4 separate regions of the Rattus norvegicus genome follow, and all the other regions are linked to region 1. The links are chromatin contacts, called in public Hi-C maps. All regions are on one chromosome and are shown on one strand. Each heading gives the region's core, a stretch centred on a gene start, on an enhancer-like site or on the middle of the called end of the contact. The rest is flanking DNA. Distances are from core to core; before and after follow the strand shown.

Region 1 (2,681 bases), core at 107-2,606:
GGGTCTCTATTTCACGGTTCACAAGGCTGCAGAGGAAGGGCAGACAACACACACACACACACACACACACACACACACACACACACACACACACACACACACACACACGAGCGGATGGAGGCCCCATTTGGAGACCCCACTCTCCGGGAACGCGGCTGTCCCAGCTCCGAAAATGACCCGTCTCGCTTCCGAGGGACTCCTGTGTGCGCGCTGCAGGCGTGTGCATTTTTCCGAATCTGAGAATCCCTGCGAACTCGGGCCACATAAGTTTAAGTCACCCCCAGGGTGTCTTTGTTTGTTTATGGGCTTGGAGGGAAAAAGTTTGAAGATCTTTAACCAGACTGAGCTCAGACGCAAGCGGAAATCCCCAACAAAAGTGATCTAACTTCAAGTGGTTATGTAAGTGGGGCGCCTTCTTCCTCGCCCTATTCCCAAACCCTCTCATTACTATTCCGGGAGTAAAACGCATCTCGATTTAAAAAAGAAAAAAAGTTTTAAGAATGTTATTATTTCCTTGCGCCGGAAAGCGGGCGAAAACGCAGGCAGAGCCCAAGGCGCGTGACGACCCCACCCGCGTCCTGCCCCCACGCACTGCAGGAGGACCTGGAGTCCCGGGTGTAGCTGGCGCAGAGCAAGCCCTAGCGCCCTGCCGTCTTACGGTCCGCCACTCCACGTGGTGAGGATCAACAGTTTGTTGAGCTCATCAGTGACACCTTGAACTTTTCATAAAGAAAATGGGTATTGCACCGAGAGGGTTTGGCCGTGGCCGCGCGCCGGGTCGTGCTCAAGATTCAGGGATCTCGATTGCGCCTCCCCCACCTCTTCCCGCAAAAAATTCCAATGAGTCCGTTACTGGACTCAGACTTTTAAGTTCATTTACTACACCCCCCACTTGGCCACTCATCTGAGCCTTTAGGGGCAGCCTCCCCCCACCAGCAGCTCCCTCCTAAAAATGACATTTTGCCGGCGTCTGCGGAGGGGCCTGAATTTCACTTTGTAACTTTCTGCGGAACCCGAGCCCGGGTGGCAGCTCCGGTGGTGGTATCGTATGCAAATACGCATGCTGACGTTACAGATCATGTGGGTTTTGGCGTAGATTCCCCACTGATCGAGGCATTTTCCCCCTTTTTTTTTCTTTTTTCTTTTCTTTTTTTTTTCTTTTTCTTTTCTTTTTTTTTCTTTTAAATTTTTCAATCAACCGTTCTCCTTACGGGGGCTTTTTTCTGTCTGTCTTTCTGTCTATCTGTCTGTCTGCCAGACTGGCTTTTCCCCCCCACCACCACCTCTTTCCCACGGAGCCCGAGTCGGGCGCCGGGTGGGGAGTGGGGAGTGGGTGGGGGGAGCCAGCAGAGTTCCATTTTGGAACGCCCGTGCCTCGTCTCCGCGTTCCCAGCCCGGGTCCCCGCGTTCGCAGCCCCGGCGCAGGTAAGAAACTTCGCCCCGGCGCGGAGCACCCGCAGCGGGCACCGCCAGCCCGGAGCCCGACACGCCAGGCGCCCGCCACTCCAGCCCAACTTTCCCACCGCCGCCGCAGCTCCCGAAAATGTGTTGTTAATGGGACTTGGCCGGGTTAGGGATGGGGTTGCGCGGGAGGGGGGTGTGCAGGCTTTTTTTTTTTTTTTTTCTTTTTCTTTTTTTTTTTTTTTTTTTGCGGGTGGGAGGAAATCCGCGGTTTCAGGGAGGGGGGACGGAGATTTTTTTTTTAATGAAATAGTTTTGATTACAAGTTTGGATAAATGGAAGCCAGACCGAGGAGGAGGAGGAAAAACATGTCTACGTTTCCCTATGTCGACATAAGCCACAAAAAAATATGGCGTCCGCTTTCGACAGGGCGTTACGTAGACCCGACTCTGTTTTTTATTTATTTATTTTGTGGCCGGCTTCCTGCCTTCTTGGCCAAACTGCGGCGCTTTGTGCGAAACGGGCAGGTCCCGCGGGGACTCCACCGGGACGTGGCCCCGTCTCGGCGCTTTTCGGCAGCCTGGGGGCTCCGTGTGGCTGCTCCCCTCCCTCCCCCGCTCTCCCCTCTGCTCTCCTCTCCTGGTGACGATTCGCCGTAATGTGGTGGCAGGAAGCATGACGCCGTGTTGAGGCTGCCTCTCCTCGCGTCGCTCCCGGTGGCTGCAGGCGGCCGGCGCGCGGCGCGGGCGGCGGGCGAGGGACCTGCGGGCAGGGCCTGAGCGCGGCGCTGTGCCCACGCCCCGCTCAGGTGCGCGGGGAGGGTGATGCGGGGGGCGCGCGGACCCCGGGAGCCCTGATGTCCCTGGCCTGCCGGGACCAGCCTGAGCCCGGGTCTCCCGCCTGAGTGGCCGTGGCGTTTTTCAGTCTGCCCCACAAGAGGTTAAGCATTGCTGGCGTTGGAGCGTCTTTGTGGCTTCCCCCAGGACTTGGGATCCTGAGCTTTGCAAACTTGCCCTTTCCCTAGCTGCTTTGCAGGAGGCGATGAAGACCAAGAAGCTCGGAAAGTTGGAAAACAGGAGCATCACAGGAACGTCCTTTTGGCCCCCTAGTTATGCTGAGCTCAGGGGTGGTGGAGGAGGACGAGGAGAGCCTACCCAACAGGGTGGGTGGGGGAGACCTGTCGCGGTAGCCAAGTCGTGATTTGCCCAGACTTCCACCTGATTGATTAGCTTCAAAGCCAGTGGGGTCTCTGTGTTCTTCTGTTCCGCGAAGGCCTTTTG
Region 2 (2,681 bases), core at 87-2,586, 220 kb after region 1:
ACATATGCATCTACTACGTCTAGAGCAGAGCCCGAGGGTGTCTGGTGACACATATCTTAAGTCTCAGGAGCAACATTTTCATCAGAGGACTATAGCTCAAAACTGATCAGGAGCAAAAGGTCGTTTTCCTAGGCAATGAGGTGAACTCACATCTTTTTTTTTCCTTAAAAATGTTTATATTCCCTTTTGAAGACCTCATTCAATTTTTACTTTACGATTGTTCGTTTATTTTGATATATGAGAGAAGTACAGAGATATTTGCAACAAGCTTCAGAAGGTGGCTATCCTGGACAAAGAAGACAATCTTTGTTGACAGACTCTATTGACAGGGAATGCTGAGAGAATTAATTTCTGGTCTCTTCATTTGTTTTTTGGTTTTTCCAGACAGGATTTCTTTGAGTAACTCTGGCAGTCCTGGAACTAGTCCTGTAGAACAGGCTAGCCTGAACTCAGAGATCTGCCTGCTTCTGCCTCCCAAGTAATGGGATTGAAAACGTGTGCTACCACTACCTGGCATAATTTCTTTTTTATATACCAAATGTGGGGCAATTTAATTAGAAACTAATTTGCAACCTCATACAGCACTGAAGTGGAGTTAAAAGTATTACCTAAACTGTTTCTCTGTGAATTAAGCGAGTTGGTATGTTAAGCACGCGGATCAGTCACACATTGTAAGCACTAGAGAAACACTAAGTGAATTTTGCTAAGTGAAAAAGATTTCCGATGCCAGTGCAGCTGGTTCTTGACGTTTTTGCTTTTCTAGATTGTGAACAGTGGGCCGGAAACCATAATGTGGGAGCGTCTCGTAAATTTACGCAATTAAAACATGATGAGTGCGGCAAAAACAAAAACAAAACAAAACGGAATTCATTTAGGTCTGTGGGGTTCTGCAGTGCATGTAAGTTCTAGGAAAGGAACTCCTCCAATTCTCAACCAGCTTGCCTTTTGCTTTCTATTAGTTGTTTCTATGAATCTCTTATTTTAAACGCAATATAGAACGAAATGCAGGAAGCAGCAGGCTCTCAGGAGAAAAACACTTTTGATGTCTATTTGATTCTATAGGCGTCTGAGAACTGAAGTCCCAGACTTCAGAAAACTACAACTCCCTGAAGCCTTTGGGTCGCAGGGTTACGAGAGAAACCTCAGGAAAGGGGTGGAGTCTAGAGAGAAGTCGTTGGTCGTTTCCATTATCCTGAGCGGAGGGATAGCCCGAGCGGAGTGGGCTGATCCGAATTCTGATTGGTTGTAGCTAGAAAGGGCGTCCCCCGCGTAATTGGTACAGTCCTTGGGGGCGGAGACCCGCGGCGGCCGCTCGAATTTCCCGGGTTGTGCGCGCGGGGACTGCTGGGAAGCTCTCGGGACGGTTACCCCATCGGGTCAGCTGTAGTCCAGAGTCGGGGGGGGGGCGGGGGATTCGACATGCAGAGCACTAACCTGGGCAACAAGGAGAGCGGCAAGATATGGCACCGCAAGCCATCGCCAGCCACTCACAACGGGTGAGGCCGCAGGCTGTGGAGACCAGCGAGGGGGCGGGTCTGCGGGAGGCTGAGGTGGATAGCGTGGCAGAGGGATGCGGGCCTGGGGATTCTGACTCTGGCCGTGCGCTGCATCCCTGGGTTGAGACCTCAGGAGGAGTTCCAGAAACTATAGATTGCAATTGCGTCCCAGATTCTGGTCCTGGGTTATAGAGGGAGGCAGGAGAAGGCTCTACGATTTATGCAAAAGAATTTGCAGTTCAGCTGAGTGCCAAGACTCCACCTGCTTTGATTTATTAATGTCCTTTCCAGTTGGGAAAAAAACGCCAGGAGGTGATGGGAGCAAAGAAGGCAATGCCCACCTACCTCTCCAAAAGCCGAAGCTCTACATCCTTAAGTCATTACATTGCACACATCTGTAATGTTGAGAGCCTAGTGTGGGCCACACTTCTAAGCACTATGGAACAGTGCTGGAACAAACTTACGTTCTGCAGTTGCTGGGACTGTCAACAATGCGGAGACTTTTACCCGCCTGTGCTTCTTATTCCGTTTGGAGTAGACAGTCTGGTTTGAGATTCTGCCTCTTGTGTGACGTCAGTGGGAGTCTTTGCCCATGTGATACATTTATTTTGGTTCCCATGGTGCATGTCTAAGTGATCTTGGTGTTTCTGATCACCTAGATTGCATGGTATCACTTGGGTTCGTGTCTCGAGGTTTGTTTCCCTAGAGACTTTTCTGTTTTTTAGTTGCTTCCCCAGAAATCAAACTTTAAGCATTTTTGTAGGCTGAAAGTGCAGTTATAAGTGGATCAGCCACTTATTTGACTAGCCAGCCACTGTGGTTCGTGGTGGCTATCTACCCTTTATCTAGCCTATTGACCCATCGACCTATTGAATAAACAATTTTGTCAATAGTGGAGATTCTTCAGCGTTTTCATTTCCAAATGTGGAGTTCGTTTAAGCAGCATACTTTTGGCTCCTGGAAAAAGTCTAAGAACTATAGCCAATCTACTATTTCTTGCTGTCACAGAGTATCTAGCTAGTGTGTAAGATTTTTAAAAAATGAGCAGTTTTCGTTTGTGCCTCCACAAAAACACTCCTTTCTTTTTGTTTGTGTTTAACTTGGGTCATTAGGCTTGTCAGCAAGTACCTTTACTGGCTGAGCCGTCAGGACAGCCTGGCTTTGGTTTTTGTGAAACAAGGTCTC
Region 3 (2,681 bases), core at 95-2,594, 200 kb after region 1:
ATCTCAGTGGTAGAGCATTTGTGCTATGCTCTGGGTTTGAGTCCCAGCACTAAACAGTAAAACCAAAATAGAACTCAGGGATGTCTTTATGACTGCTAGGGTTAAACTCCTCTAGCAAACACAGTTGCTACTTACTTCTAAGGCAAAGATGAAAGGGAGATTTGATTGGATGTCTATGGTCACTAGGTGGTGATTTCCACCACCACACTAAAGATACTCCTGTGTCTGACAGTCTCCCATCCATGTATTTATGCCCCTCTGTGATAAAAGACCTAAGTCCAAAGGAGCGACAACAGAGGATCCTAAAACGGATTCCTAGAGCATGTCCCAACAAATAGGTCAGGAAAAGAAGAAATCAACAAAGGAGACAAGAAAACAATATCCGGTGGAGAGCAGAAAAGAGAACACCAAGAAATGTGGAAATCGAGATCTAATATTGGGATCTGAGTGTCCCCTGATTAAATTCTTATACCACACAATCGATAAAAATAACCTCTAGAAAATTAACATCCTTTGGCTTAGGAGGATAATTTTGACTGTTTTCCTGAATGCTTAAGAAAATTACCATCTCCCGTTTCCTGAGTAGTTTGCTCATTCACTGATAACATTAACTACCGTATGCCAGGTGATGGGATAGGGACCGCAGGAAATACAGATAAATTCATTCTTATTTATCTCTGACCTTAAACTTAAACCACTGTTTTAGGGCGGGAAGAGAAACTGTAAACATGCAAATAACCCATGCAGAAGCATGTCAAGTAGATACCACTGATTAAGATGGCATCACGACCCACGACGGGACAGAGGGAGGAGGACATTAAGGCAGGTGGGCCCAATCTGCCAACAGGACGGCAACTTACCTTCTCACTATTTCCTTCAAAGTGCGGAAGGCGGGAAGTACAATCTTGCCAGACAGGTCATGAGTCACGTCCCAGCAGGCCAATCCGCGACTCTAAATTATCCAAGCCTTAGCACTCGACCCCAGGACCTCCCGGGACCCTAAGGACCTCAGCCTTAAATCCCTGGAGCCGGATGCACTACAGATCCCACCAGTCCCAGCGCGCCCCATAGCCCGGAGAACCCGTTCCGCCGCCGCGGGGACAGCTGGGGGCTGTAGTCTCTACTGCCCAACGCCAGCTACTACCTGGAAGCGATAGAGGAAGGCTTCGGGCCAGAGGAAGAAGTAGGCCGGGCTGATAATACCGAGCTTGCCGATCAAGGGGACCGCGACGGTGGCAGCAAACCAGTAGCGCGTGATGGCCGGGATGCTCCTGAACCAGTCCCCGATGTCCGACATGGTCGCCCGTCAGGTGGACGGCTGCGCAGCGCCGCGCGTCCTCCCGTGCCCACCCCGCGCTTCGCGGCCGGCTGGGCCAGGGAAAGTGGAGGCGCAGGAGGCGGAGACCGACGGACGTGGCGCCACCGAATTCGGACGAGCTAGGTAGCGATCACAAGAGAAACTTCCCCTTCCGGTGGCCACGGGCCACGTGACCAGAAGTGCCCCCCGCGGCTTAAAGGGCCAGAGCTGTCTTTTGAAGCGCCGTACCCGGTCTCGACATCCTGGGGTGGGGCCAAGCAGGAGAGGCGGGACGACGACGCCTTCACGTCTAGTGGGAAACAGTGGTTGCCCAGAGCAACGGCCAGTACTGCCAGCAAATGGGGAAGCTACATGCTCTTCACCACGTTCTCGCCCGGGTTGTAATCTGAGTAGTGCCTCTTGAAGAGTATTTATTTAAAGGGAAAGGAGTCGGTAGTTTGGATAGTTCCTCATTTAGTCACATCAACAATTTGTTCACAACTTCAGGCAGGTTTCTAGACACTGGGGATGCAAGTGCGGCTGTCAGCATGGTCGTGGTACCTGGACTTTGCAGTCTCAAGGTAAACAGAAAAACAAATGAGAAATCAAGACAAATTTCAGAGGATACAGACGGTGGGGGGGGAAAGGACGGTTTGGGCAGGGAGGAAGGTAGAGTGACAGCGGAGAACTGGAAAATCTTGAGACCGCATTTAATACTGGACATAATCTGGTTCATTGGGGAGCTTTAAATTAGAAACCGATGAAGATGGTTGTTTTAAACAATCGATGGTAAGATAAATGATTTCACTAGAACTTCTGTTTTGGAACTACAGTTTAGGATCAGTAAAGCTGTCCGTAAAGAACACGGGTGTAAACTGACCTGTAGTGAACAAAGTGTTTGAACTTACTGCAATAAAAGAGATTGCTCAGCAAAGAAAACTGGACCCATTTCACTAAACAAAATCCAAAATCATTATTATTGGATGGTGGAAAGAGAGGAACTGTTGGCCAAACTAGAAGAGGCAGTGCATTGTAAACTCAGAGCAGAGGAGAGCTGATTACCATCAGGTCTGGACCTAAGAAAACAAACAGACTCAGTGTTCACATATCAGGGGAAAAAAAATTCCTCAAACTTAAAAAAATGTGGAATTGGGGATCTGAAAAAAATTATTATTTTACTTTGTAAAGGAATTGAAAGTCTTAGGTCCAAGTGGCCCACAGGATAGGGTCCACATGCATTTCCAGATAGTTTCTAGTATTCCATTATTTCAAAGGACTTTGGTCACTACCCTTTCGAGTCTTAAGAAATGCACATTTTACAGAATAGAAAAATACTAAATATTTCTCAGTTTAATGAGAGGATACAAAAGTTAGGGTCCGTAAG
Region 4 (2,681 bases), core at 113-2,612, 140 kb after region 1:
CCCAGTAACTCCTTCAAATCTGGACAAGACCTGTGCAGATTTAGACCTGAGGAACCACAAAAGCCAGGGAAGGGATGTTACCATGGTTACTAATGGCCATGTCATCCACATAATGGGACAGGCCTTGAAGCCCTGGGTGTGTGTGCTTCCCAAGAGGTCAGTGCAAGTCAAACCCCAGCGTAGAGGCAGACTTGGCTGCGTGAGGAGAAAAGGAGGTGGGAGGAGGGGCTGCTTTGCTGAGAGATCACAAGAGCAGCCTGAAACAAGGCTGAAATGCCTGCCCATGATTTGACCAGGTGAGCTGCTCTAGAGATCACGTAAGCCACAGAAGGGGCCTCCTAAGCTGTCCTTTGACATAAAGACTAGGGTTTCTAGGATGATCATATGGTCCCGAAGGAACCCCTAGAAATTACACACCTCATTGTTGAGGAGCTTAAAAAACTTGGGCCAGCCACGTTGCTCCTTAATAACTCCATTATTGCGTGATTAAAAAAAAAAAAAAAAAAAAAAAAAAAAAAAAAAAAAAACGAGGTGCCTGGCAAATCAGTAAAACCCTCTGGAAGCTTTTCCTAGCCCGTTCCAGCAACAGTTTAATGTATGGCAACCTCAGGGTACCTTCACATCTTCTTGCGGAACTGCCAGTGGATCCAGGCTAGGATGTAGCCCGAGAGAAGGTGCTGGGGATAGGTGGAAATCCTGAAATCAATGGGAGCATCAACAAGCCACTTCCGTCAGGCTACCTTGGTGTCTTCCCTTTCTCTGGCTGTTCCTCCACCTTCTTAGAAAGGCCTGCCAGTCTAGCTGATTTCTCTATTGAAACAGGGTCGTTCTGTCCTGTCTTTTGTCTTGATTTTTGTGCTGTGAATACTGTAGCTGGCCCTGAGCTTCTCTCTTGATCTTGATCCCTGATATGAATTTACAACGTTGCTACTTCTTCCCACGTTAGAGCAAACAATCGTCTCCGTCCCATTCAACAATATATTCAGAGCATCCTGTGGCTGCCATGATAGATACCAAAAGACAATGGAAGGAGACAGACGGTGCGGTTCCCATTCCCAACAGAGCTCAGCTGGGCCGAGGGCAGAGACAGTACTTTCATAACTAAACAGTATGGCTCGTGATGTAATGGGGATGTGCACTGTAGTGTGGGAACTCCCTGGAGGCAACCCAGACTGGGCATCCTAAGGGGTTAAGGAAAGAGGGGACACTGACGCTGGGGTAGCTTTTTAGGAGAGCCAAAAAATTAAATAAAGAAAAGAGTTGTTCAAGCAGAAAGAGCAACATGGGCCAAGGTCCAGAGACGGCAAAGGGACAGTACACGTGAGGACCAGAAGAGGATCGTCATAGCCAGGAAGTGCTGTGGGTTCCGTTAATGATTAAAAGAAGCAAACTGAAAGCAAGGCTGTCTTTTCTGAGAAGCTGAAGCTACTCTGAACCAGCCATGTTGGCTGAATTGAACATGAGAATACAAGTACCTCAGCTCGGCCTATGGTGATGCTCACTCCTCCCCACAGCTGGGGGAGAGGGAGCCTAGGGGCAGCTGTCCCCCAGGAGAGCCGGGGCCACCTGTTGGCATCCCTTCCCCAAAGGCATACACCATCTGGGTAGGCTGTGGTTGCCTCGTTCCCTGAGGCCTGAAGGAAACAGAGCTGCAAAGATCAGGGGATGAATCCATCCTTGGGGAAGGAGAAGGAAAGACAGGTGAAGGTGTCTGGGGGAGCAGCAGGCTTGCCTGAGATCCCCATGTTCTCACCTCTGGCAGAGGCAACTCTGTATAGTTTTATAATCCTCAGACAGCAAGAAGCTCACTCACGTCCCTCCATCCCTCAGCTCAGCTGGATCTTGGGTTCCCACTCTTGCCGCTGCCCATATGTTCTCTGTACTCGGACAGGCAGAAATGTCCCATTGCTGTTGGCCACTGCCCTCCCTCCGCCTTCTGCCCAAGGGTGAGGGGAATGCCCAGGGGGTTAGAAGTTAACTGTTGAATTAACATCGGATCACTCAGAAATGCAGGAAACTACCTGTATCCCCATTTTCTGTTTATGAGGAAGTGTCACAACTGTGAGCTGCAGATATTCCTCAGCTAGATACTGGCACTGTTCAGCATCTGCTGGTATCACATATTCATGATGGCCTCCTGACAGTTCAGGGAGCCATGTTATAGAGGAAGGGCCTATAAGCCACTCGGGCAGAGCATCTGAAAATCAGCTCAAGTCCTAACCAGAAGCACCCCTCGAAGATGTCCCCCGACTTACAGGGTGGGAAAAAGGTCTTCTTAAACTATGGATCTCTTGAAATCCATGATTACTGCCTAACTTGTGTATTGGAGTGGGGGAGAGGGTTCCATTGATTAAACTGATGGTTGAGAGTCCCTGTAAAAGTCTGAGCGCAGCAGTGACGCATGCCAGTAATCCCAACACCGGGAAGGCAGAGACAGAAGAATCTAGAGCTCACTGGCCAACCAGTTTAGCCAAACTTACAAGCTCTGGGTTCATGAGAGATCCTATTTCAAAACCTTAGGTGCAGAATGACTAAAGAAGAAACCAAATGTCAACCTCTGACTTACACACACACACACACATATACACACACACATCCACACACACATGCACACACACGCACACACACGCACACACACATGCACGCACGCACAAGACATATCTAGGAAATTGCAGTTATCT

The links. Hi-C and Micro-C count contacts between places; a contact is called where the count stands out from the background.
Region 2: a contact with region 1 is called in a Hi-C map of liver, with 4 times the contacts expected there. The contact joins the promoter of Tbc1d31 here to the promoter of Zhx2 in region 1. A contact is called at or near these places in 2 of 12 Hi-C or Micro-C datasets (frontal cortex and liver) and 1 of 1 datasets of contacts at active chromatin or transcription factors (oligodendrocytes).
Region 3: a Hi-C map of prefrontal cortex shows a contact between it and region 1, with 2.8 times the contacts expected there. The contact joins the promoter of Derl1 here to the promoter of Zhx2 in region 1. A contact is called at or near these places in 9 of 12 Hi-C or Micro-C datasets (the A7r5 cell line, Schwann cells, frontal cortex and 5 more) and 1 of 1 datasets of contacts at active chromatin or transcription factors (oligodendrocytes).
Region 4: a Hi-C map of liver shows a contact between it and region 1, with 3 times the contacts expected there. The contact joins the enhancer-like site here to the promoter of Zhx2 in region 1. A contact is called at or near these places in 5 of 12 Hi-C or Micro-C datasets (frontal cortex, hepatocytes, kidney and 2 more) and 1 of 1 datasets of contacts at active chromatin or transcription factors (oligodendrocytes).

What each region holds. Positions count from the first base shown.
Region 1 is chr7:91,115,131-91,117,811 of GRCr8, forward strand. It overlaps Zhx2 (zinc fingers and homeoboxes 2), which reads left to right and starts at 1,357. Exons shown (of 3, transcript NM_001271056.1): 1 at 1,357-1,425.
Region 2 is chr7:91,333,711-91,336,391 of GRCr8, forward strand. It overlaps Tbc1d31 (TBC1 domain family, member 31), which reads left to right and starts at 1,337. Exons shown (of 22, transcript NM_001134842.1): 1 at 1,337-1,496. The coding sequence starts at 1,420.
Region 3 is chr7:91,315,295-91,317,975 of GRCr8, forward strand. It overlaps Derl1 (derlin 1), which reads right to left and starts at 1,345. Exons shown (of 8, transcript NM_001014202.1): 1 at 1,145-1,345. The coding sequence starts at 1,297. It also overlaps a transcript of Tbc1d31 not described here.
Region 4 is chr7:91,252,744-91,255,424 of GRCr8, forward strand. It overlaps a transcript of Zhx2 not described here. Among named protein-coding and RNA genes, the nearest start is that of Derl1, 63 kb to the right of the region's middle. Within about 2 kb of position 1,363, at least 7 of the 93 cell types and tissues checked have an H3K27ac peak or open chromatin away from gene starts, as enhancers often do. A contact at or near this core is called in hepatocytes, kidney and liver, where this site is marked.